Regions from separate parts of the Cyprinus carpio genome. Here region 2 is linked to region 1. Evidence: chromatin contacts called from public Hi-C data. All regions are on one chromosome and are shown on one strand. Each heading gives the region's core, a stretch centred on a gene start, on an enhancer-like site or on the middle of the called end of the contact. The rest is flanking DNA. Distances are from core to core; before and after follow the strand shown.

What was found. A called contact is a pair of places that touch in the nucleus more often than the background predicts.
Region 2: a Hi-C map of skeletal muscle shows a contact between it and region 1, with 4 times the contacts expected there. The contact joins two enhancer-like sites. A contact is called at or near these places in 5 of 8 Hi-C or Micro-C datasets (liver and skeletal muscle).

What each region holds. Positions count from the first base shown.
Region 1 is chrA22:9,170,721-9,177,804 of ASM1834038v1, forward strand. LOC109047523 (inaD-like protein) reads right to left here. Exons shown (of 48, transcript XM_042711777.1): 19 at 1,377-1,586; 20 at 836-937. Among protein-coding and RNA genes, the nearest start is that of LOC109047526, 26 kb to the right of the region's middle. Within about 2 kb of position 2,446, at least 1 of the 8 cell types and tissues checked has an H3K27ac peak or open chromatin away from gene starts, as enhancers often do. A contact at or near this core is called in skeletal muscle, where this site is marked.
Region 2 is chrA22:9,352,546-9,359,629 of ASM1834038v1, forward strand. The region is part of intron 1 of LOC109047527 (nuclear factor 1 A-type); the gene reads right to left. Among protein-coding and RNA genes, the nearest start is that of LOC109047527, 25 kb to the right of the region's middle. Within about 2 kb of position 3,281, at least 1 of the 8 cell types and tissues checked has an H3K27ac peak or open chromatin away from gene starts, as enhancers often do. A contact at or near this core is called in skeletal muscle, where this site is marked.

The DNA.
Region 1 (7,084 bases), core at 1,196-3,695:
CCTCGCTCATCTTCTTTTGCTCGAGCTCTTTTTCTTTCTCTCTTCAGCTCTCTTTGTTAATAACGACTGTAGTTGGGTTTCTTTGCTACATATTGATGGACATAAGTGTGTTTTCAGATGTTGGACCAGGAGTCTTCAAATTTTTCTCATGACAACAAAACATTTAGCCTAACTTTAGTTTACTAACTTCTGCTTTTGTTAAAGTTAAGTTAATATTGTATTTGTAAATTATATTTTAAATCAAAATAGATCAGTCTATAATTGGCAAACTCCCTGCAGTACCATATATATAATAACTGTATATGTGAATATAAGATTATAGTATTTATGTAGTGTACATATATATTTACATTCACTTATGTACACTGTAGTTCAAAAGTTTTTTTCAAGGTTTCAATATTTTTTTTAAAAAGACTTATGCTCACAAAGGCTGCATTTATTTGCTTAAAAATATTGTAAAAACAGTAATATTGTGAAATATTATCACAATTTTAAATAAGCGTTTTCTATGTTAATGTATTTGAAAATGTAAATTATTCCTGTGATGCAAAGCCTAATTTTCAGCCTCATTACTCCAGTCTTCAGTCACATGACCCTTCAGAAATCATTCTAATATGCTGATTTGCTGCTCAAGAAACATTTCTTATTATCAATGCTGAAAACATTTACAGCGTAACATTTTTGTGGAAACCATGATATTTTTTTTTTCAGGATTCTTTGATTAAAAGAAATCTCAAAATAACAGCATTTATTTAAAACAGAAGTCTTTTGTAAAAGTCTCTATCAATTTTATGCTAAACAAAAGTATTAACTGCTTTTAAAAAAAGTGGAATACCTCTTGCATAGATGGGAGAGTGAAGGCCTGCTTTGCTGCTGTTTGCTCATCAGCGCCCTCTACAGGCCAAGAGGACTGCTGCCCAGTACCTTTGTCCTCTGGCTGTGTAGTTCACAGACACAAAACAATGCAAAATAAACTTAGTGACTAAATGGACATATCATATATAACACTGTGCCAATAGAAGGATGAACCAAACTTTTAACTACCAAAAGCCAAACATGCTTTTATAATGCTTATCTAACAGTGTTACAGTAACCTAATTTACATTCATTGTAAACATCTGGTTTACATAGCACTCTGCTTTGGAGGAAAAAAAAATAATGGAAAATTGTGAGATAAAGTTTAAAATAAGATATAGTCATATTGTGAGATATAAAATAACTCAGTGATGGAAAAAGACACTTTAAACACTATAAAGCTACACAAGCCTAAGTAATACTTTGAAGAAATACCCACCAATCTTAAATATTTGCCCAAATAAACACTTCCAGCACTGAATGTTAACAGTATGAGGCCATAATTACATAGTGGCTCTTACCACCAGTGGTTTCCTGATTCCAAGGTAGACTCTCCCGGGAGGAGCTGATTTGAGGACCTCTACGGCCTGGGCCAGAGAGCATGTTTCTAGATGAGTGTCATTGACAAAAACCAGCTGGTCACCCGGGAGCAGCCCCCCGTGATTGTCCGCCACCCCTCCAGGCACCAGAGAGCGAATGACAATCACAGAGCGCGCAACATCAAGAGGGTCCTGCAGAGGGCAATGCAGACACACAAACAGAAAAACAGAGGAAAAAAAAAAAAAAAAACGTGAGAACAAAGTGAAGAGCAATGGTGACCCTGATTTAACCTATACATCACAGACACATCAAAAAGCAGATCAAGAAGACTGCCTTTTGAAGTTTCATTTATTTATGCTTAAGTTTTAATACAAACATTTAATTAAAACAGCACCTGCGTAAGCAGAGAATAAAAATTTACAAACAAGCAGATAGGTCATTCCTGTTATGCGGTACCTTTTAATGTTACTTAAAGTAAAACACACACATATGTACTTCACAACAGGAATGACTTGGCTACCCTCGCATTGAAATCCACATCCAAAAGAGTGGAAGGCCAAATGAGGCCAACTTCCAACTCCAACATCCCAAGCACTGTGGTATCAATCACATCTCTGGGGAGCTCTGCCATAAAACTGCAATTCAACCGATTTGATGTCTCCAACAATATATTTCATGACCCATATGGGCGGCTTTTATGTGGCGAATGACAATATAAAAGTGATTAACAAGTAGTTATTTGAGAGTAAAAACTGAAGCGGGAGCGCAGTCATTAGTAATCTCATCTATCTGCCCATGAACATTTATGACCAACCATGTCAAAAGACCTGAAAAATGGACGATCCTTGCATTTTTTGAGATTTCTGACATAAATCTCTTCTACTGTAATGTAAAAAATGTAAAGCATGTTGTTTTTGAGTTATTTCAGTATCTGCAGTTGATTTTTGGACAAGACCACAAAAGACATCTCAAGGTTCAGACCACAATGACCACTCAAAAAAAAAAAGGAGATGATATATTATTGACAAGGATTTTTAACAGCAGAGGCCCTGAGTGAAACTGCGGAGAGCAGACCGGGAAACTTCACCAAGCCCAACCATAAAAAGTGGGTCAGCAAGCCCGGCAATTATTGACCCCTGATTACCCAGTGAGCCACTGCTGCACGGTAAGCAGACGAGAAGAGAAAAGCAATTTCAGAGCGAGAGGAACTGAGAAGGGAAAGAAAGAGAAAAAAAAAGACAGGAAAAAGTTGGAGAGAGGATTTAAAGTTCCACTCCAGCTGCCGCTTTAGGAGGACACAGGCTGCATTGTCCGGCTGCCGGGTTCCAGCCAAGCGTGCTTTGCTTTCCAAGCCCTGCTCTCATCCCACATGGCCAGTGATGTCAGTAGAGCAGCAATGAAAAAATAGGGCCAAGGGGAACAGGCCGGCACAGGGGGCTCCTAATATGACAATACGTCACCTGCTACGGAATAAAGACACCGATCAGTAAGGATGTTCACATGAGTGATGGAAAGAAAGTGAACTAGGTTGCTCCATTTCTTATTTATATTTTTATCCGAGTGCACATATGATTTAGATGGCATATAGTACATGGCTCACTGGGGTAGCAGCAGTTTACTATGTTACAGGTGTGAAGAACTTTTTTAGATCCAAAGAAAATGACAATTCCAAAAGTCCCTAGCGGGTGGTGCACATTACAGAGTTTCCACACAACCACTGACAGCATAAAATAGTCAGTCAAAACTGGATTAAATTAGTTTAGGTCAACGCCAACAGAAATGCCACAATGTGTTTCTGTGGACTACATAACCTTAAGGTGATGATACACGGGGGGAACTTTTTGAGCAATGTTATTGGACTATGATGCCGTCAGCGGGCAACCAGGTGAGACACAGGGTCCACGACCGATCTTAAGTATCGAGATAGAAATTTGTTGCCCATTCTCAATGGGAAACTGCTCAAGGTGAAGTCGTGGTTGAAACTGTTGGCTAGCTAATGGATGGGTATGAGCATTGGCGGCCGGATTGGATATCCCATATTTCTTGCTGGGCTAAGGTTGGCTACTGTCTTCTCTGAGTGCCAAACATTCCCTTGGCTCGCCCTGCTTGTCAAACGGGTTGAAATTCTTCAGTGTGGTGTCAGGCGGACAGTAAATCTGCTGTTTCACAGGAATCAATAGCAGGCCAAGTCATCTGTTTTGCTCCTGTGCTCTGCATGCCTTCAATCTTGCTGAACAGAATACCAGGAACTCCAGGACGTCTGTCTTTTGCTTTCTTTTCTCTTTTAATCCGTCTTTTGGTTGTTCTCACTGTAGTTGCCTTGAGAAGAGAACACAGGGTACCATTTCCATGGCACGGACAAGCATGTTGTACAATTACATAAATTCCTTGAAACTACACTTTAAAAATAAAGATTATTTATTGGCATCTATGGTTCCATGAAGAACATTTAACATCTATGGAATCTTTCCTCTGCACAAAGATTCTTGATAGTGGAAAAAGGTCCTTTAGTTCATTAAAAGTTCACATTAAGAAAAAAAATGCTTTGATAGTTATTCGTTGCTTTCTTGCTACTAGCTATGACACTAATATTGACAAGTGCGTTGACAAGTCTTATCGCAAGCCAAATCAAAGAGTTGGGAAGCACAAGGTGGAGGAACAATGTATAAGCTGTTTTTTATTTTAAAACTTATAGCTGTGGGCAGCTGTTTAGCATAAGGTGGCACGGACAGTGCAGGCATGACAATGGTAGTAAATCCAGACAACTCTTTCTTTGGATCTGCTACAAACTGGATCCTAATATTGCAAGACACCATTGCAAAACAACAAAACAACGTTACAACAATTGTTCACGGCTGAAAAGCACAATGCATATCCTTCTTTAACATATTAACATTAAGGGTGGTGTCCTATAGTTGATTTGGTAGCTTGTTTTCCTGCGACAGTAATAAAATAGCCATTGGTCAGTTTCTGCAGCTTCAGGCTACAGAATAAATAAACAACAATAAATAAATAATAACACTCTGGGATGATTTATGACTCTCCTTTAAAACATTCAGTGGATGAGACTAAATGCTGTATTGATGTGCAGGTTAGGCGCTTTGAACCATCGAAATGATTCAAAAATGCATTCTCTCAGATCTCTTCTCTTTGGACAGCATGAATTATTGGAGCCATACATTCACTACCGATGATTCAAACTAATTTGTTTTACACACTGAAGGTTTACAGCCCACCTGCAAAAGGCCTTTCATGTAAATGTATATGATTCTGTGGAAAACGGCATTTGTAAACGTAAGAACCTTCGGAGAACATGTCGCAGTTCAAATTCTTCCTGTTTTTCATGCTATTATTTCACTCTACAAGGTTATTATTTTTGTGAAGGGAGTCATTTCTCTTTTTGAGTCTGGTGTAGGGACGACATCCTACCCAAACAGAAAGTTACGCTAAGCCACGTTCCCTTTGGGCAGCTTACATCTACCCTAAACCCTTCGCGGGAGAACTGCTCAATCAAATTTCAGTTGAGTCTGGCTGCATCGTGACTTCAATTGTTAGCGAAAACTCTTAGTAATGACTTTTAAATGGCCATGAGAGTACAATCCCACTTTAAACAAAACCACCACAACCCGACCCTTCAGATCAGTTGTTTGGCTTCAAGAAGACCTGAATTAATCTCCATTACCAGGATGGCTAGTACTACCAAGGGGGTCCTTCTCATGTTGCCATGTAGCTCTTCTTACTTCGAGATCTCCTTCTTGTCAGATCAAAAAACTGAGGCGTGACTCCAAATGATTTCATTGTCGCCACTTCACGTCACTCACGCAGTCAGGGGTGTCATTTAGGGAAGAAAAACTCCCTGGCTTCCAGCTGTCAGTGTAAGCATGGGCTCCCATCAATCTAGCTGCAGTTACAAGGTCTCCTTGCATTAGGGGTAATACTAGTGGTTGAGACGAGAAGAAGAGAAGGAGGGTGGTAAGAAAGAGGAAGAGATGGAAGGTTCTGGAAGGCTTCGGGCATGTCTGCAGGTCTCGAGGTTGCCTACTCTGCCTTATCAGCTCAGGCCTCTTACTGGAGAGATCGGCAAAATCAATTTCCCCCTTGCAGACTGGAGAGGCCCTGGCCCGTCTGCCGCGGGAAACAGAAAAGAAGTCAAGAAGAAAGGTTGAGAGATTCCTCCTCCATTAGAAGAGCATAGAAGACCGTACCCATCATTGCATTGAGGGAGTTGCTCACTTTCGTCTTTCTGGCAATTCCTTACAGCTCATACATTTATGGACATTTTAACACTTCTTTCACTTCAAATGCCTACACCCCCTCCTCCTCTGAATCAATTCCCACCCATCATGCATCAGGCCCTCGGGTTGAAAAGCGTTTGTTTCGGTGTAGATAAGCCAACAGACAGGGCTAGGTGGAGGGGGCTCAGCTGGTGCCGAGCACGAAAACGGTGAGTTCGACCGAGTGGAAGCTACACAGGTCAATATGGCTTCCAATAAACCCCAGGGTGCACCAGCAACTGCTCCAGAAGATCTGCAAAGTAAGCTTTAGCGCTTCTGCCTCTCCATGACAATGATCTATGATCCAAGTTGCAGGACTGCAAATTTCTTGTCTGCTCGCCTTGGTGGGGATGAGATGATCTCAAATTCAGTGCGTCGATGCAGTATTGATGCAATTCGCTCCTACTTGTTCATGCTGCAAAAACAAACTATAATCTCATAATAGCAAGAAAAAAAATAAAATAAGGACCTGAGTCAGCAAAACATATTTTTTAACATAGCACAGAGCCTATAGACTCGCTCCCGACTTTTCTCATCCTTGCTCCATCTTCATTCCTTCATTTATCAGAGAGATGAAGAGAAAGGAAGAATTTAAGGGATCACTGCTCAGGTTACCGCCATTAAGCAGCAAATGTAATTCTGTCCATGTCACCGCAGTCCCCCATCACTCACGACGAGAAAAGAAGCATACCTTACCATTAAAACATGATCTCTGTTCAGTTTCGCCACGATGCGGTGGCCATTTATTACAGTCCTGATGAAGAAACCAAAGCAAAGCCATGTTTTTCTCCTGCCAATACTGTTTCCCTGCATGAAATCAATTGGAACCCATGGCTGGATAATATAAAACACGAGGCGTCCCACAGGACCGGAGGAGTGCAGGTCTGCGGGAGAGGTTCTGCATTCTAAGTGGCCTCATTACATGATCACTTCTGATTCAGGATCAACGTGCAGTTATGTACTAACCCTGATTAGAGGGCTAATGAAGGAAGGAGGAAAGCAGCTTTTCGTACTAAGTGAGTAGAGCAAAGGGTTTGACTGCTGGCGCAGGGCCAGATAAACAGTGGCGGCCCTAGTCAGAAAGGTTTCAGTGCTTTCTTTTGTTCAATGTCCAATGACTTGTGACATCAACGCACGTTTCCTGTGATCACACTTTGGGAAAGTCAAGGGGGATTGATTGAGTCTGGTCTCCTCTTCTCCCATTTAAAGGACAGTTGATAGAAAATCGTGAAGTTACTTTTTCATATAGCTAAATAAATGGTGATTGAGAGTTTCCCTGTCTGTCTCATTTTGTGTGCCAAATATATTTATTTGTATAAATTAATTGTATGATAATTAAAATTACATAAAATGATTTTCAAAAACTGAAATGATTACCTTTAGAATATGTATAACTCAATATTTTACCTAACTGC
Region 2 (7,084 bases), core at 2,031-4,530, 180 kb after region 1:
ATTCATTAGGTAACCGGACTATACTGCTCGCGCAATGTTTATGATTCACTAAAAATGAATCGTTCGAAAACATTTAGCGGCATCGAACGTCATTAGCTAAAAAAAAAAAAAAACGTTGCGTTACGAATTATCGCAGGATAAATCGTTTATAACTCTAGAAAAGCGTTCTTTTCGTTGTTACAAGAAAATAAATAAATCAATGCTTATTTTTGTTCCTTGTGCTCACGTATGTTTATGCAAACCCAAGTAGCCTATTTCACATGCAGCATTTCTTTCCTCATGTGTTGAACATTGTTTCAGAATATTTTGAAACGGCCAGTTATAAGCACCAGTGTTTTCAGTATCATCTTTCATTTCTGAGGCCTGATGTGCGGCTGGCATGTTCCTTAAGAGGATGTGTCTATTAATATTTTTATCTGAGATTTTGATATTTCAAAGAGCCAATGGAATAAACCACACAAATGAAATTGTGAATGTTTTATCAAAAAAACAAAACAAACACAGCTAAATGAATCTGAAATAGCTACTGCAGTGATTTAAAAGTATGGACACTGATGGATAGGAAAGCGACTGCCATATGCATTGTTATGTTTCTAATCACGTGTACAGAACATGCAAACATCATTAATAAGCAAACCTAGTTCATGTCATTAGTTTGGTTGGCATTCGACAGCGTTTTATTATTATTAACCAACTACTCTCGCCTGTAAGTCAATCGGGCGCCCCCTAGAAAACAGCAACGTGCAGGCTTCATTTCAGCACACACAGAAAAGTGCTTTCCAGAATGACAGGATGATATTCTAAATGAAATATTAGTCTGTTGGAGAAAAAATCAACACTAGCCTATATTCCATGAAGTCAAAAATCTGATGTGCATCAACATTTGTGTGAGCATCAACCCGTGAAACAAACATCAAGGTGAGTTTTGTTAAATCTAAGATATAGGTGATGATTACACAAAACACTGTGTGGTAGAAAATATAGGAAACTGGATATTAATAATGCTCACATCTCAGTCACACTAACTTGCTGTAGGTGCACGTCCGTCCCTCTGGTGTTTTCATGAGCTGCTCTGTGATTGGACAACACAGTGCAATTCAAAACTCACGCGCATGTGACGCCAATCACTCCTGCACGCCGCGAGACGAACTCCCTCAGACAGTCGGTTTGTCGGTAAACAGCCTCGCGGAAACACAAATACATTAGATTGGGAATAGAGAGAGCGCTTATCTTCATGATATCAGACTTCCGTTGTGTTTTGACAGCCTGACGTGAATGCAAAGGCTCGAAATGTGCAACACGGTCTTTCAGGAATGTGTCGTCTCAAACTTTATGTAGCCTACTATAAAACAGACACATTTGATGACAACTGATTAATAAAAGCAGATAAAAAATGTTTTGTATTTGTTTTTTTGTTTTTTTCCAAATATTTTATATTGTCTTGACCTTGAGCGAAAATGATGTAATAGCTAAATAAACAGTCAACCTTGTCACTTCTCAATAGCCCATATATGATATATTTTTCTTAAATTTACCTTGAGATTGCACAATCAGATTTATTAGAACTTAAATATCACCTTTGATAGAATATTTCAAATATTTAAAGAAATGTGCTTTACAAATGATCTTTTTTGTTGTTGTTGCATCCATTGATTAGAATGATCCTTCATAAACACACACACAATAGTTTTTGTAGTAAAGCAAAGAAAAAAAATGCTTTTGCATTTCTCAAAAAACACAAAAACGTTCTTTTCCAGTCCTGGATATTTGACAGGTACCCAGATGTGCAACTTCGACTTGGTCTGGAACACTAAAGTTGCAATCGATTCTGCAGGTTTTAACTCTTTAACGGGAGACTTGAAACGGAGTCGCGTGGCATCGTTCATTTTCACACGTGCACTGCGTGTAGACAGATCAGCCAGCTGTATTTAATTATGCAGCCTTTACAAAACTTAAAAGCTGCCTATAGAAAATTGACGAGAATTGTATCATTTAATAAAATATTCTGATTCTGAAATTAAATAAACACCTGATATTATTTGATTTGCGGAGCTTCTTAAAATGCCCAATCAGGCCTAAAAGTGCTGAGGACTGAATTCAAAACTCACAGATATTTAGATATTTACAATCACAGATAGGCTTCGTGCCTGTACGTCATTTAATTTACATTTACACACTGATTTCAGCACTGATTGGCTGAACAGCGCCTATAGGCCCCAATGACGAACTGTTCATTGAAGAAGGTCGCGGGAACTGCCTCAACTGAAAACTATCAAACAAAAGAGCAGTTTAGGAGATATTTTTCTAGAATGCCAAATAAATAGATTAGCGTCATTAGTAACAGAAATTTACACGACTTCATATTCACTTTGAAAAAGTTCAAATTAATGTCATTGCACGTGGTTATCTGTCTATCTGAATGACCCTGCTTTTTTTTTTTTTTACACTAGGCTTAGATATAACAATTAATTTATCTTTTCAGACTCTAGACTGTAGGCCTAATTCAAATCGTGGTATTATAAAAACGTTATTAAAAATGAAATATATTGTTGTGTGTTGTCTAATAATGAAATGAGCTACAAAACCATTCGTGACTGTTTTCTGTTGGCCTTTCATGAAGAAAGACGGATGTTATCAAGCGACAATCTCGGATAAAATAAAATAAAAATCATTATCGTTTATAACAAAAATCTAAAATTGACATTATTTTGTCTCGTCTAATTGTGGGAGACATTAGAGACGCCTTTATAGTATATTCTGCCAAGTTCTACGAGAAGGCTCTGAATGCCAAGGCAACTGTGCCAAGGCTTTTGGAGGCAGAGTGGCAAAGACGAAGCAAAAACTGCAGTGTGTATAGGACAACGGAGCGAACTACAGGGACTGGACTCTAATAAACAAACTATAATTTGGGTTTTATTGTGCATTTTCAGCTCATTTGTAAATGTGGCAAAAGTCACGAGACCAAATCAGGTAAGGCACTTAACCCACTTGGATGGAGTTTCTTCCTAACTTGTGTGCTGGACGTGAGTACAAATCACTTTTTTATTCATTATTAGCACAAAAAATTGGCTACATCTGCAAGGTTTTATTTGAGAATCCGTTCGGGCTTTAGCGCTGCCAGACGAGTCCGCACGTGTGAATCAAAAAGTGCGCGCGTAAGTTTCACTGAGGAGGAAAAAGTGCGCGCGGAAGTTTCACTGAACAACTCGATGGTCTTCAGAGGTAAAAGGTATAAAACTCAGCGTTAGATCGCCATCTAATGAAAAACTATCCTCAGTGTGACTAAAAACTTACTGTGTAAGAAGTAGAAATAAATAAATAAGTTATCCATTCGGTTAATGTTGTTTATTAGCCTACTTAAAGTATACCCAACAAAAATAACAATTAAGCAAGCCTTTTTTAAATAAATCACTTCAACGGGCAGCTTGGAGAACTTGACAAAGTCTAATACAGATGATTTCTTTAGCACTTATAAATTCGCATGAATGACAATTTCCATTTTACTTTAAAAAAATGAGATTTTTTTAACATTACGCAAGTGCTGTAGCCTAATATCAAGAAACTTTTCTTTAAAAAAACATATTCGGAGAGTGTCAATAGTACTTTTAAAAACGTATATTCTCATGATAAAGCACGTATCTTAATTTAGATGTAAATAAATTAAAGCAGCAACTCGAAATATTGACATATTTAAATGATTGTAGTTTGCATAAAGGCATTCTTGTCAAATCCACCCACTCTTTATGCAGGACGGGTCAGCTGAAAATTAATTGTAAAAGCATGATTTCCAGGTTATAATCATACTCATAACAAAATAATAAAACTCACACACAATGCAAGTCAGTTAAGGGAAAGTGTTCGCAATAAAAGAAACACAAAATCATAAAGAGTTAAATTATTCTGATGTGAAAAAATACCCGCTTTCACTGTAATTGTGTCTAATGACTAATTAAAAAGCCATATAATGAGAAAGAAAGATAAATAATTTTTAGTTAAGGTTTTTGTAAAGGTGAATGAAAATATATAACATCTAATGTTTTGCAGAACTCATTAAATGTCAGATAAAATAAGATTAAAGTAATGCTGCAGCCTTTTAAACCCAAATGTGAGAATATTACATAAATTTAAGTAAAAAAAAAGAAGTACTAATCGTACAACATAATAAATTAAACAATAATGATTTTATTATTACAGTAAAGATTTATAAACGTATTACCTCATGCATATAATCCCAAAACATTGTGTTATGGTAATAGTGTCATACAAATAATTAAGGATTTCATTATTATTATAATAGCTGTTATTGTAATTATTAATATCATTTAGAATATAAATGATTATTTATAATCGACTCAATGCTCATCATAAATCATTAATTTAGCCCGAAGTCTTTCCTCATTCTAACCGGTCAGCCATCAAATATAGGTAGAGACTCCACCTAGAGGCTGCAATCTGAACTGACACGACACGTCTTATACCTTAAACAACAGTAAATATGTAACAAAAAATAAGCCATTCTTACCTTTTCAGACACACTTGTTAAATATAATTCAAATTTTAAATGGATCTGTAATTTAAGATAACTTATGCTCTGCTTATGGGTGTTTTAAATGGCAAAGAGGTTACATTTTTGTGTGATGAAGCATTAATAGTTTGCATAATAGGACTAGGTGTTTTTTTTATGCAAACTATTTATTTGCATTAAAAAAAGATAATACAAAGTCCTATTATGCAAACTGTTGAAATGTAGAAAATGTCAATAATAATAATAATTCCAGATGCAATTAAATATTGTCAATATTTTGGATAAGCCCTGTTCAAACCATTTCATCAGTCCAACGATTGTGTCCAAAATATACATATTTTGTTTTACTAATACACTACTGTATTTTAGTAATGAGAAGCTGATGACAGTTAATGTTTGGCTTCAGTCTGAATGAGCTGAAGTCCAGAGTGAACTGGAGATGTGTAACTAATTCACCTTTTTTCCTGCATTCCATTAAAAGCCACAAGAGGGTGATCTTTCTATACAGAAGCCCCTTTGATTTCCAGACTGAGAGGCTGTAATGCTGAGCTCCCTTCAGTTCAGCAAGACTGCCTTGTCCGTCAGTGTTGTAAAATATCACATGCACTGCAATAAAGAAAAGCTGGAAATTAAGACACATTTTTCTCGTTTATTTAAACATGCCATACACACTTCGCTCTTTGTTCAGCCAAATGAGGCCGATTTAAAGATGCATGTTTGGGAATGATAAACGCGGTTCTATCCAGGTGGCCTTCTGCCTGCTTGAAATGTAAATACCACCCAAGCTCGGGAGTCCCACGCTCAAACGGCACACACCTGGAGCGTCGGCACTGAGGGGCAGGGGTTTTGTGGGATGGGGGCAGACGAGGGGATTGTGTGGAGTCGCTGCATCCAGGGCTAGAGTTCTGGTTAGGCAGCCGGAGGGTAATAACATTATCCAGAGCCACAGCAGCTTGCCTTCGGGGCTTTGCCAAGCTGGGCCTTATGAATAAACAACAAGAAACACAACAGAGGATCTCCTTACTCTACCTCTATTGTGCTTTCAAATAGGCCGAAGCTTTAATACACTCAAGAGTTTGCATGTCTGAGAAACAACAGGTGACTTTTAAAGGGAGGAGGAATGCATGTATAAAATGGCAGCGGTTTATTTTTAAAGGTATATTCCAGGTTCAGTAGTTAATGCATAATGTTGATCATCTCCAAAAATTATTTTCTGATTATAATGGGAATGAATGGAGAATGCATTAAAAACTCACTGTTTCAATCACAAGATGTAAACAACGAGTGTTTACATGATTTTAAAATAAAATATAAATACTTACTAACTTTTTAGTTCATGTATGGTGTTGATTTCCTGAAAAATTAATTTATTTAAAATCTGTTATAGTGAGGTACTTATAATGGAAGTAAATGGGGCGAATATGTATAATAGTATAACCACAAGATGCAAACAATTTCCATGTTGAGATGATTTTAAAGTGAAACAAATCACTTACTCCCCTGCTGTATAAAGATATAGTAGGCAATTTTACAATTTTGTCACCATGCCAAGACCTTAAAGCCTAAAACGACTGTAAAAACGATGATTTAAACAACTAAAACAATACATTAGTTTTAACAGAAGAATGAATGCACTTAAAGTAGTTTTATAAAATAAGATTCATATTTCTGCTTTTAACCTCTGCTTTAAAAAAGGTTGCAAGTCCCTCAAATATTAATAAAAAACAAAGGTTTTTCAAAGGAAATAAAACAGATTACAAGAAAATACTATTTCAGATTTTCGCTTCAAAATGCCATGTTTAATTCAGTGTTACTGGCTATTTCTCTGTATTTTTTCTTTTTTTTCATCAATTTTATGTGTTTTATTTTGTGTGTGTGTGTGTGTGAAATTTACTAGCAATATCTGAGTGAAATTGTTTCTACATCAATTTTATTTTATTTTTTTTAAAGAAAACAAGGGACAGAATACATTTTTGTAGTTATCAACATTGTCACCAGTGTTATTTTGGTATTATTTATATACTAATATACTATTTATTAGCATTTTGAACATTTATTTTTATGTTCAGTTTTCATTTTAATTTTAATGTTTAAAAAAATTTACTTTTGCCATTTAATATACATTTTTAATATTGATATTTATTAGCTTAGCTTTAATTCAGTTTTAGTAATTTTAGTACTGCAACTTTCACTTAGCTGTCAGCTTTTCATTGAAGCTTTTAAATGTAGTTTTTCATAAGATAATTTACTTTTGTTATGATTTTTGATTTTTAATCATTTTAGCTAATAACAACACTGTAAATTCCATAAATGCAGTCAACTGAGCTTAACTTGCCCTGAACTTCGAATGTTCCTTTAATATTTCACAAATCATTTAAATAAACTAGTTTTTCGACCTGTAAGACTTCAGAATCAGCATTTTAGAGTTTAATCAGCATTGAGAGAATGCATCCATGGCGCTGGCGAGTGTGTTTGTGTTTGTAAGGATGAGACGGGTGGGGGAGGAGTGCTGGTGCTGGTTTGGAAGCAGTGGGCTCCACCTGCTGCCACTGAGATGCC